Linked DNA regions of Gossypium hirsutum: region 1 is linked to region 2. Evidence: chromatin contacts called from public Hi-C data. All regions are on one chromosome and are shown on one strand. The core of a region is the stretch at or near the end of the contact, and the rest is flanking DNA. Distances in the headings are between cores, read along the strand shown. Region 1 holds the start of LOC107934782 (40S ribosomal protein S5-like). Region 2 holds the start of LOC107916813 (calcium-dependent protein kinase 26).

Evidence for each region. Hi-C and Micro-C count contacts between places; a contact is called where the count stands out from the background.
Region 1: a Hi-C map of leaf shows a contact between it and region 2, with 1.7 times the contacts expected there. The contact joins the promoter of LOC107934782 here to the promoter of LOC107916813 in region 2. A contact is called at or near these places in 5 of 34 Hi-C or Micro-C datasets (leaf and petal).

What each region holds. Positions count from the first base shown.
Region 1 is chrA01:49,444,055-49,450,385 of Gossypium_hirsutum_v2.1, reverse strand. It overlaps LOC107934782 (40S ribosomal protein S5-like), which reads left to right and starts at 4,665. Exons shown (of 5, transcript NM_001327383.1): 1 at 4,665-4,741; 2 at 4,828-4,928; 3 at 5,621-5,892; 4 at 5,978-6,181; 5 at 6,276-6,331. The coding sequence starts at 4,830. The coding sequence ends at 6,330.
Region 2 is chrA01:48,981,773-48,988,691 of Gossypium_hirsutum_v2.1, reverse strand. LOC107916813 (calcium-dependent protein kinase 26) reads right to left here and starts at 4,986. Exons shown (of 7, transcript XM_016846188.2): 1 at 3,475-4,986; 2 at 3,191-3,334; 3 at 2,926-3,078; 4 at 2,624-2,739; 5 at 2,326-2,493; 6 at 1,968-2,192; 7 at 1,551-1,821. The coding sequence starts at 4,363. The coding sequence ends at 1,744. It overlaps LOC107921355 (a long non-coding RNA gene), which reads left to right. Exons shown (of 3, transcript XR_005925787.1): 3 at 1-128.

The DNA of each region.
Region 1 (6,331 bases), core at 3,416-5,915, 460 kb before region 2:
CATTATTTTTATTATTATTCGGTATTTGGATTGTAAGTTATTTAAAACTATGGTTTGGGACTATTTGTGTTTTAGGAATTACCATGCATGCATGACACTCATACTTGGATTAGTTTTACGAATCTTGTATATTAAAATTGGACTATGCATGACACATGGCTAAGTTAATAATTTGACTAGTAATGATATTTTTTCGCTACTAAGGAGGTATTCAAAATAATTTTTCAAAAGCAATGTCGACAATTAGGTTTAATAAAAATTTACCTAATTCGCTAATTTGACTAAAGTATAGTTGGACTAAGTAAAGGGACGTTTTCCAAAGTTAATAATAGAAAGCACAATTTTATAAAAGAGAGTACTTGAAGGTTTTAAATTGTCGTCTGAGTAGGGTCGACACTAAAGTATCCAATGTGGCCTTCACGATTCGGTTGTAACATCTAGGTCGGGTTTGAGAGGTTACAGGTAGAATGAAATGGGGAACCAAAAATAGCTTAACCTAAAATAGGGAAAAACGAAAAAATTAAATGAGTTACAAAATGAGAAGATGTGATTAGGGGAGTAGAAAGAAAGAGAGTGAGTGAGAGTACCCTAAACCTTAAAGACCTTGAAAAAATAGAAGAATGGAAGTAACCCTTAACCCGTTTCTATCGCTGGATTAGGGTTACAGAACATTACCGTACAATAAAAAACATTTAACATCATAATATTTAAATAAATAAAACATATTATAATTCATTGAATCGCATGCATTTTGTCCCTAAATCGAGCCTTTGGGGCCTTAAAAATAGCTTAGAAGAAATTTGAGACTAATTTGAAAAAACATGAAAAGTTTAAGAAAAATATGCAAAAATTGGAAAACAAAGGTCACATGGTCCTGTGACATCACCCCAAGCCGTGTAACTTTTGAACAAGGGACGCACGACTGTGTCCTAGCCCGTGTCCTCACTCGTGTAACTCACTAAGTAGCCCCACATGCCCATGTGTCAGGTCGTGTGCTAGGTCATGTAACTCTCTGAGCTGTCACACACACCCGTATGCTAGACCGTGTGCTAGGTCGTTTAACTCATTGACTTAAACCTTAAGAAATTCTCAGATGACACACGGCCTGTCGCTAGACCATGTGTCTCACACGGCCATGTGAACCCAAAATTTACCTAAAAGCAAACCATTTCATACCCAATTCATGCATAATCATCCAACCCATTTATGCATACTTTCAAGGGGCTAAAACATCATTCAAATACACATAATCATGTCATTTCAAACAACCCATTCAAAGGCAACACAATTATACCAAAACCTTTCATACCAAAACAAGTCAACAATGCCTTATTTCAAGCACTATAACCTAGTTCAATTACCTACCAAAACATATCACAAATGACCATTATCAAGCCATTACAAACATACCAAAAGAACCTTATATACATGTACTTAGAAGTTACTAAAATGACATGATTTGGTAAGGGATTATAGTTCACCAACTCAAACATAACTTCAAGGCTTAAACTTACCAAAACTTACATTAATACATTCATTAAATATCATTATAAAAAAACCTATACATGTTATTATTAACCTTGGCCAAAATATTCAAAAACTACCGAAATATTTGCTGGATAGTGTGATAGGTCTCCAACAAGCTTCCAACCAAATCGAGCTTCCAATGATCTATAAAACAAAGGAAAATAACTATGTAAGCAACGAGTGCTTAGTAAGCTCGTATAATCTTAAAACATAACTTACCATGTCATTTATACAATTCAAAGATTAAACATAAATCATCACCAATGCCATAAGTTTAGTTTAAGCCTATACAACATCACCAACTCACAAGTTAGTATACTTGTCCATGATACAAATGAAATCAAATATAAGATATGTAAATTTCCATAGGTAAATCATTTAGCTCATAATTCCTGACCATAAATCATGATTCAGTCCATTTACATACTTACTATTTCATTTTATTTTCTTACCCGTTGAACCATCTAGAATTACATTGGATACTCAGGAAAGCTCACACATAGTGTGCCTTTACATATAATCGTAACCTTCCCTTTACATCAATACTCACACGAGCTGTAAAATGGGCTTGCTCACACGAGCTGTAAAATGGGCTTGCTCACACGAGCTGTAGGTCAGAATATAAGCTACACGATGCTGCTCACACGAGCTGTAGAGAATCCGAAACAAATGTAAGACCTCATTCATAGCACCCGAAACATGAAATCCCTAATGACATGTCATTTGTATCCTAAGAATTCTTAAGGTTCAACCAAGACTTGATATCCGTCAATTCATCATAACATGAATACATTCATATATTGATTCATTTATATTAAAACAAATAGTAAATATTCAATTTAGCTAACATTAAAATGATTACAATTCATACGAACTTACCTCGATAGTTAAGGGCGTAGTAGCGATATCGAACTAATCCGAAGCTTTAGCTTTTCCTCAATTTAGGTTCGATTGTGGTTTACCTTAATCTAAATGGATAATTTCAATTAATCAAGTACTTCTAGAGTTCAATTTAATCCATAACTCATATTTATGCAAAATTAAAAATTTGCTCCTAACATTTTAACTTTTCACAATTTAGTCCTTAAGATCATAACTTAAAATCTAACCATTTTAACCTAAATTCAACTTAACCCATGTTGCAAGGGACCTTAAAGCAACTCATAGTTATAAAAAATTTACAATAAAACCTATAGATTTACACCTTTAATAATTTAATCCCTAATTCCAAAATTCATCAAAAATCATTTAACAAACTTGTTTATTTTTCAACAAAGATTAATAATCTATCAACTAACATCAAAACACATCTAAAAAATCCGTGGCAAGTCCCTCAACCTTTGACAGTTTTGCAAAATAACCCCCAGGCTAGCTAGATTAAGCTAAAATGAACTCAAAAACATAAAAATAATTAAAAACGGGGCTTGGATGCATACCATGCAAGAAGAAATCAAAACTGAAGCTCTCCCCCTCTTTAATGGTGAATTTCGGTCTAGAAAAAATGAAATGAGAAAGATGATAACTTTGTTCCATCTTTCTTTACTTAATTTTTCTTTTAATTATTCAATTATCATTTTAATCTTTAAAAACTATTAAAATTTCATTCAAACCCTGTCCATGCACATCCACTAACACCTTAAATGGTATATTTACCATTCAAGTCCATTAACTTTCATTTCCATAGCCATTTAGCCCTTTTAACTAATAGAACTCAACTTTTATATCTTTTACAATTTAGTCATTTTTACCTAATTAACCATTTAAACATCAAAATTTCCTAACGAACTTTTAATACGACCTTAATATAATCTCGTAGAGTTATAATAAATATTAAAATAATTATTCACTCATCAGATTTGTGGTCCTGTAACCACTGTTTTTGACACCACTGAAAACGAGCTGTTACAGGAAGGAAATAAAAGAGGAGAACCAGAGAGATTCTCTAGAAGAAAAAATAAAGAGGAAATTGTCCCTATACCGTGAAAAATGGAGGATAAAAAAGTAATTAGCTAGCCAAAAGCACTTTTAGCTTAGAAAAAGCTAAAATTTTCAGTTTTTTCAACGGAGGAAAATGACTTTTTTAAACATTAAAAAAGTCACTCAAATGGTGTTTGTTTAGTAGTGCTTTAAAGTCAAAAGTACTTTTTGAGTGAAAAGTGCTTTTTGGAAGCGCAGCTAAACAAACCCGTAAACTACATAATAATACCAGTACGCTTTCATGACTAAACTCTAAAAATTTTGAACACGAGAATAATACTCTTATTATTGTTATTGTTATTATTATTATAAAGCCTAACCTAAATAAGTAGCCTAATAAAAAACTTCATGTATTAATATTGCTTTGTATATCCTCTTTCACCTTTAAATATTAATAATTCTATAATTAATTTGTCTTATTAATTGTTTTGATTAAAGGTGTTTACTGGCCGAGTTTAGTCGGATCTATATAGAGCATTTAGATTAAATTTTCAAGTCGAGGTTCAACTCAAAAAATGGACTCATTTTTTTGTCCAAGTCTGATCCAATTTAAGAAAGGTAATCTCGGACCCAATCCGGTCCACCAATATTTAATTTGTTTTGATAAGCTTTTTATTTAAAAATATTTTTTTAGAAAATATAATCCCTAAATGCATTGAAAAAACATTAAAATAAAAATTTTCTAACCCATTAAAAATAAATTAAAAAATATTTATATTAAAAAACACAAGTAAATGTAATAAATATTATATTGTATTAAATATAGTTTTTAAAATTTTATATTTTGGGTTGGGTTATTTAGTTGGGTAAGTTGTTTTTAGGTTTTGGGTAATAAATTTAATTTTTATTGAATTAGTGATTTAATATAAATACATAAATATTATTTAACATATATAATTAATATAATTTTTATTTTTATAATATAATTAATATAAATAATGTAATTTAAAAAAAAATGGTTTTATTTTACTCATAAAATCATTGAATTATATATTAAAAATGAGTTATTGGGGTAGTTGAAGAATAATTGGGCCGTTCTTTTTTCTCAAAACCCATCCACTAAAAGCCCCAAAATTTGATCCCTTACAATAAAACCCTAACTCGGGACGATGTTTCATATATAACAATTGTTAATTAGGGTTGTTTAATTTCCTCATCTCCGAGCTACCGCTACCAGTGAAAGCCGCACTATTCAGTCTTCGGTCGCCGCTCCCTCTTTCTATCTATTCAATCTGAGGTATTTCTTTTAGCTCTAATTTCTCTCCTAATACTCACTTTGATTCTCTCTTTCTTCAAAATTCATTGTTGTTTTTATTTTCGCAGGTATGGCAATGGCCGTGGCAGCCACCGAGACCAGCAAAGACCCGACCCAACCTAACTACGAAGTCAAGCTTTTCAATCGCTGGTCTTTTGAGGATGTCCAGGTATTTCTTTGCTTAGATCTGATTTTTCTTTCTTTTGCCTCCATGTTTCTTGGTTCTTGTATGAAATGTCTCATTTTATCTTTATACTGCTTCCTGCTAGCTTATCTGCTGAACTTCTTTTGGTCTTTTGGTAACTGGATTTAGTGAAGAGAATAGTTATCTTTTCATCACTGTATCCATCTCTTTGGATTTATTTTTTTAACTTGTCTATATATTTCTGGCATCATAATGATTTTTTTTTGGAATATCAATGCTTATTTTATTTAGCTACTATTTTAATCTCAATTGGAGCTTCCTTTTTGTTTTTTTTTGCTGTTTATGTTAATTCAAAGTTGTAGTTTATGTTCTCCTATGAATTTGTATTTATTCCTGTTCTTCTATTGTAATTTCTCTGAGCAATTGTTTGTCTCGTAGCTTAGTTTAACTTGATAAGTGATAAGCTGCGAAGTATTAGGTTGTCATTCTGAGTGTGAATATGAATTTGAGTTAATGAATTCTGGCTTATGAATTATAGATTTTGAGTTGGTGTTTATGGTTTTAAAATTAGGGCTTATAAATTGTGGTTAATGAATTGGGTTCAATGTCTACAACTATTGATTGGAAAGAATTTGGTTCCTCAATTTGCTGTTCCTTTTGATAATTGTAATTCTTGTTTGCAATGGTACTTGACCCCGAAGATTATTTGGTTTTAGGTTACTGATATCTCTTTGAGTGACTACATTGGTGCCCAAGCTTCGAAGCACGCAACCTATGTGCCGCACACTGCTGGAAGGTACTCAGTGAAGCGTTTCCGGAAAGCTCAATGCCCAATTGTTGAGAGGCTTACGAACTCACTGATGATGCATGGCCGAAACAATGGGAAGAAACTTATGGCAGTTAGGATTGTGAAGCATGCCATGGAAATTATTTATCTCCTGACTGATCAGAACCCAATTCAAGTCATTGTCGATGCTATAATCAACAGGTACCCTATATGACCTTAAGCTTTCATATTTTCTCTTTCAAATGTATCACCAGTTAAACTTGAAGTTAACCTATTGATTTAACAGTGGACCTCGTGAAGATGCTACTCGTATCGGTTCTGCGGGTGTTGTGAGGCGTCAGGCTGTTGATATTTCTCCTCTTCGTCGTGTGAATCAAGCCATCTATCTCTTGACCACCGGAGCACGTGAGTCTGCATTCAGAAACATTAAAACCATTGCTGAATGTTTAGCCGATGAGCTTATTAATGCTGCAAAAGGATCATCGAACAGGTAAATAAAGGACTTTTATGCGTCTCCTTCATGGCTCTTTCGCTTATTTCTGGTGTCATTTCCATCATTGTTGATGGTATTATTGATTGTGCAGCTACGCGATCAAGAAGAAAGATGAAATCGAGAGGGTTGCCAAGGCCAACCGTTGAG
Region 2 (6,919 bases), core at 3,737-6,236:
ACCAAAAAAAAAAAGTAGAGTATTTATTGAACCAAAACTTTTCCAATAAATTGTAACTTTTTAAAGGAATTAGTAAAAAATGGAATCTCTAAAGCCAATTTTGGATTGGTAATAGTCTCAAAGACTTGTCTTTAAAAACCCCATTTATTATTTTTATTTTAATATAATTAAAAATATTTGTAAATAAATATATTTTGATATTTAAGTAACTAAACTAAAATTTGAAATATAATCTACCCTAATATAAATTTATACAAATATGAATGATAAAAGTGATAAATAAACAAAGTGTTTGATTTTTCTTCATTGATCAAATTAAATAAACATGAATTCATAAACATCTTCTTTTAATAAATTAAATATTATATAATTATTTTTTATTTTATTCTATTTATTAGTAATATAGTTATTAATATCTATTTTTAATTATCTTATATTTAAAAAGAAACATGTTTATTTATGGTTTGTTTGTTTATAACTCATTAATAGAGTTTTAATTGTTTCTAAACATGTATATATATTCATGAACATATCCGTTTAATAGTTGAACATGTTCGTTTAATGTTCATAAATATATTTGTTTAATTTAATAAATAAATATGGACATGTATTTAAAATAAATGAACATTAATACAAAATTTGAAATTCTTAACAAACATGAGTATATTTAAAATAAACAATAAATATTAACAAGGCCCATTCATTCAAACTCAATTCATTTATGGCGTTAATAAAAGTATCATTGTTAATTTTTTTTATTAAAAATTGAAAATTTAAATATTTTTAGTATGAGATAAATATTAAATTTATACATTAACTTTGGTCTAATGTATAATTTGATACATGGATTTGTTTTTCTGCAATTATACGCATAGAACTTTGATTTTAATTTAAGTATACACATTTAAATAAAAAATACATACATTTATTTATTTTTATATTTGATTAATATAAATTTTTGTGTATGCAATATATCAATGTAAAATAGTGTTAATTCGGTAATATTTTTGTGATTTGAGAAAATTGAACCAAATCAAAAATTTATATATAGAATTACATAAAATCAAAGTTTATGTACAATTTTGATATTTTTCCCTTTTATTATTTATAAAATTGATCTAAGTTATAAGTAAAATGTTTAATTTCTTCAAAACATTTTCATTAAAGGGATATATTAATAAATTTTATTCAATTAACGAGTAAGGAGTTTAATTCAATTAAAGAATTTTTTTGATAAAAAATAAAATATTGAATTGATTTTAATTTTTTAAAAATAAATATTTTTTGTTCGTTTTACGTTTTATTAATGTTATTTTAAAAATAAATTCTATTTGTTAATTTGTCATCCAAAAATAATATATATATACAAATCAATTATAATCCCTAATCATGTGGAGATTATCTCCATTATGAGTAGAGATTTATTTTAAGACAATGCACTAAAATTTTAAAAAAAAAAACCAAATTTTGAATGAGTCAACCAAAATGAGGAGAACAAAAGATGAGAGTTTTAAAGTGTTACTATAAAAAATAAAATAAAAGTTGAAAACAACAACATGAAACAATAGATGGGAAGCAAAATTGTGTATACAACAATTTTAGTCACAATCACAAATAAGGAAACTCAATTTTTCTTGTGATGATCCTCAAACTTTGAGCTAAACTCTAAAAAGTTTGAAAAAAAAAATGAAACACTAAATGAAATGCCCTAAGAAAAATACATTATCTTTGTCAAAATATCTATTATTTACCTTTTTTACCAAGTTTAGGATTGCCTTCCTGCATCATGGCTACAAATTCGTTGTAATCAATCCGACCATCCTGAAAAAAAAAAAAAAACCCTAACATAAAATGAGTCAAACATGGAAACCTGTTCACTAGGAATTCGATTACTTTTGCAGATTGAATCGTTCGAAAACACACAAGTTCACATATGAATGTAGGAGAAGTATTAGAGAGATGTTTACGTTGTCTTGATCGACTTCTCGCATTATTTCGTCGAGGTGGATGTCTTGAATACCAAACTCTTGACAAGCTTTTTGAAGCTCATCCAGAGTGATGTAGCCGCTGCTGTCTCTGTCGAAATACGAGAAGGCTGCCAACAGATTGTCTTCCCTCTCAATCTTGTTTAGATGCAATGTTGCAGTTACGAACTCTTCGTAATCAATTGTACCACTGTTATTAATATCTGCCTGTGATTCCCAAAAAACAAAATCATTTCAAATTGGTAAGATAATGGTCTCGATTTACTTCAAGCTGTTAGCATCTATGTTTGGACTCGAGTGTGACATGGATTCTTTATGAAAAAAGTCAAGAGTAACTTACAGCCTGCATTAGAGCACGGAATTCGGATTCAGCAAGATTAGCACCAAATCTTTTCAATCCTTCTTTAAGTTCATCATAGGTGATTTGGCCACTATTATCAGTGTCTATCATCTTGAACATTTCTTTCAACCCGGCAATTTCTTCTTCAGAAAGCCTTTGGGCGATGACCTAAAAAAAACAATGAAATAATGGAGATTCGAACCAAATAAGTTATCATTTGCAAGTGGGATTTCTGCACTGAAAAGAGTTTCCATTTCAGTATCTTTTCTGGAGGCCGTTGTCAATGAGAGAAACTTACTCTCAAGGCCATTTTCTTGAGCTTATCCATTGCAGAAAATTGTTTCATGCGGCTTAAGACAACGGAATCAAGTGGCTTGTCGGGTGCTACCCCATCAACCTGAACCCAAGGGTGGCCTGCAAGTTACCAAAAACCTCAAAATCCCATAGTGAAAACATAAAAAGATCATCAAGCTTAATCCATTAGTCTCGAGAATTCGGATGATTTTGATTAGTGACATGAAATTATGACCTGCTAATAGCCACACATGACAAGATCAGAAAGGAAGACAAACTGAGATTTTAAGTTTAAACAATCCTTACGTAGTACTTCGTGAGCCTTTATCCGCCTCTTCGTATCTCTGTCGAGCATTTTCGTCACTAAATCTTTAGCACTTTCGGAGATATTAGGCCAGGGATCAGATGAGAAGTCAAGCTCTCCATTCAAAACCTCATTAAATATTTCTTGTTCAGTTTCTATATCCAAAACAAAAAACCCCGAAATAGAACAAATATTCAAAATAAAATTGCTCAAAAAAAGTGAAGAGTTCAAATGGTAATAAGAATATTACATCTGATGAATACTTACCACCCCAAAATGGAGGCACCCCACTTAAGAGAATGTAAGTGATCACCCCAGCACTCCACACATCCGCTTCTGGACCATAATGCTTTCGTAAAACCTCAGGTGCGACATAATACGGGCTTCCAACAACATCGTTTAAGATATCCCCTAAAAAGTTTTAAGACCTTTAAGAAACACAACATAGTGGGGAAGTCTAAAGACTAAACTCTTAATTCCTATAAATGAAGCAGACCATCTAGTGGGCTAAAATTTCATACTAAAATAAAAGAGAGTGGTTTTGAAAATACCAGGCTTGAAGAATATGGATAATCCGAAATCAATGGCTTTAAGAGGTGAATCCTCCTCATTATTCACAAAGAGAAAATTTTCAGGCTTAAGATCCCTATGCATTACTCCCATGGAATGGCAAGCTTCTACAACAGCAACAATAATCCTTGCTATCTCAGCTGCCTTTCTTTCACTATAATGCCCTCTCTTTACTATCCGGTCGAAAAGTTCACCCCCTGCACACAACTCCATCACAACATGAACAGCCATGTTATCCTCATAAGACCCTTTGATGGATATAACATTAGGGTGCCCTGCCAAATGATGCATTATCTGAATTTCTCTCTTCACATCATCCACATCCTCAGTCGTCGTGAGCTTCCTCTTCGCGATCGACTTGCAAGCGTACTCTTTCCCGGTACCTTTCTCGATGCAAAGGAAAGTCGTCCCGAACTGTCCTTGACCTAACTTCCTCCCCAAGTTATAGTATTCCTTCAAATGACCTGTCTTGGTTTGCAAGACAGAGCCAACCTGCAACCCTGCACATGATTGCCTCTTCACATTATGAGCTTTTCGGGTTTTATTCCCTGTCTTGGACCCTTCCTTGTTAAATCCTGCAAGTTGGGAGGGCTTGGAGTTAAGTCTTTGAGGGTGAGATTTTGATTGTTGTCTTTGGGTCATTTCAGCGGCTTTTTCAGTGGATTTTGATTCTTGTTCCTTCCCTGTTTTGTCTTCTTCTCTAACAATCTTCATTTCTTCCGGAGGTTGTTTCCGAACCGATCCGGATTCCTCCGGTTCTTTACTTTCAGACTGACCCGGATCTTTAGCTTCACCTTCATTACCATCTTGTTTGTTATCTTCATTTTCATCTTCCTCCGTTGCGGCCGATTTGGCACAGCTATTCCCCATTTGACCTCTTAATTTCTCACACTTTCTTCTTCCTTAACCATCCAATAATATCTAAATTCACCCATTAACTATAACCCCATTTCTTATCTCCCTAAAGGCTCTACTTTTTTTGAAACAAAAATAACACCCAAAAGAATAATGGAGCTTTAGCCAATCTAAACCACCCTTATATCTTCACACCAATGATTGAATGATGAATGTAATGAATCAAAGACAAGAATTATCCCTCTAATCTAAATCAATTTCATTAAAAAAAAATGGGATCCTTTTGAGGGCTTCCTAATATACTAAAAAAACTCCCTACAATAACCAATGATCATTAATAAAAAAGAAGAAATGCCCAATAACCCAATGTAAATAAACAATCAGAATCGACAAATCCTGTGCCGGAACAAGTATTTGAAAATCATAAACAATGGAGAAATATGAATTTGACAAATAATTAAAAACCAAATGAAAAATAAGCAAGATGAATGGATTTGGGTGTTTTTAATAGTAGAAGGATTATATATGAAAAATAATGTACTTGTTCAATAATTTGTATAATCAAAGAAAAGGAAAATGTTGATTTTTCTGCTAATTTTTTTATTTTCTTTCCCCATTCAAAAGAGAAAGAAAATGGAAGGAAAGAGGAAGAAAGAAAAAAGAAAAAGACAGGTTTTTCTGTTAGATTTGTTTCAAACTTTTACGGGTTTAAATGGGTTTGATAAGGTATAACTCACGACCAGCCTGGTTTCAGTGGTTATAGCTTGATCATTTACCAACATTGTATTGACGGCTCAGATTAATATGACATTAATGTCTTAGTTGATTTTTTTTTTCTATAACAGGTAGGGAATAGGGTTGTGTTGTCCACGCATTGAATTATGTATGGAATATTGTCATTTTATTTGATACCTAAATAAATTTCTTCAGCAATAAATTGATTTCTGTTAAAAAAATTCAACTACTTTAATTAACAACAATTAATCATTGCGATAATAATTTTAATATTATATATAATTATAAAGTAATTAGTATATATATGTGGTCACTTGATAAATTGTAGGAAAATATGGATATAACATATATAATATAATTAATTACATGTTATTATCTACTATCATAAAATGTTAGCCTAAATTAAAAGTGATTTGATTTGGTTAAGGTTTATTGAGATTTAGTTATTAAATAAAGTATGGGTCCAATATACGTAAACACTCTAGTAACTAATTTCTAATTGATGATGGATTGATTAGAAATTAAGTTCATGTGCAAAAGTTGGTTATGGTCCCCAAATTACACATAGCTAACTTTTTTATTATCCCATTTTTAGAAAAGAGTCAGCCACTTTCTCAAAATTACTTGTGTGTTAATTTGGAAGATTAAAACTACAAGATTCGTAAATTTCAAGAAATCGATGAATTTAAGTACGGTTTCGCATCTAGTTTTGTTCTTAACTTATTCTTGACGATTTGACATAATAGATTCTGGTTTATGATTTATTACGTTTTATATCAAGAATTTAACAATTCTAACAAGTGGCATCCGAATTTCGTTGTATCAAATTATAAAGAATAAATTATTTTTTAAATGAATTGATTTCTTCTTAAAATTTTATGGATTCAACATATTATCTTGATATTTCGAATAATACATGTTGATGATTGAGATTTATGTTTGAAAATTTGAAAATTGGTTAATTATGGATCCAGATTTTTAGGGTTTTCTTAATAATAATAATAATAATAATAATAATAATAATAATAACATGAAAGGTTTCGCGGGGAAGAAGCATCCCAGATTCCGCCAAATTCAAGCAATGGATAGGAAAGTGTTTATATGCTTAAGAATAAAGTGTTTTCATGCTAACCAGTTTAATCATATATTTAGTTTGGAGTTATATGTAGATGCAAAAGCCAAGTTGGAAATATCTTATTATATGCATATACATATCAATGAATTTAAGGGAATAACACATGATTTTATTTTGCATGAATTGAAATTAATTTTAACGGTACGGTTATAAACTTTGGCCGAATTTAATTTTAACATATATGGTTTTGAAAAAAACAATCAAACATTAAGGTTTTCGATTTTTTTATTGCACTATTAAGATAAAATTATTTTGGATTATTTTGAAAACTGTACTGCAATTAAAAATTTTAGTTTTAACTTTTGACTTTTGGGTAAATTTTAAATTTGAATATTGATATAATTATAGATATTTTAAAATAACTTAATTGAAATATTAAGTTGCCAAAGTGATCTCTGATATTGAAATTATTTTGTTTTAAAATATAAAAGGTTGCGTGTATCTAACTTAAGCTACGTTAATATTGATCGGCCCAAAGGAAAGTTAATATTTAACAAATTATATGTGCAACTATGGTAATAAACATATGACGATTATTCGGTTTACATGTGAGTAGTAAATCGACCAAAAGGAAGTTTATTGTTCAACATGTTATTATTGTCAGTGTTTGATTACTACAACAAGATATCACTTACAAGTTAATATTTTGTCCAAAGATGAAATATTAATGGAGTATTCGATATCTTGAGATAGGGTTTACC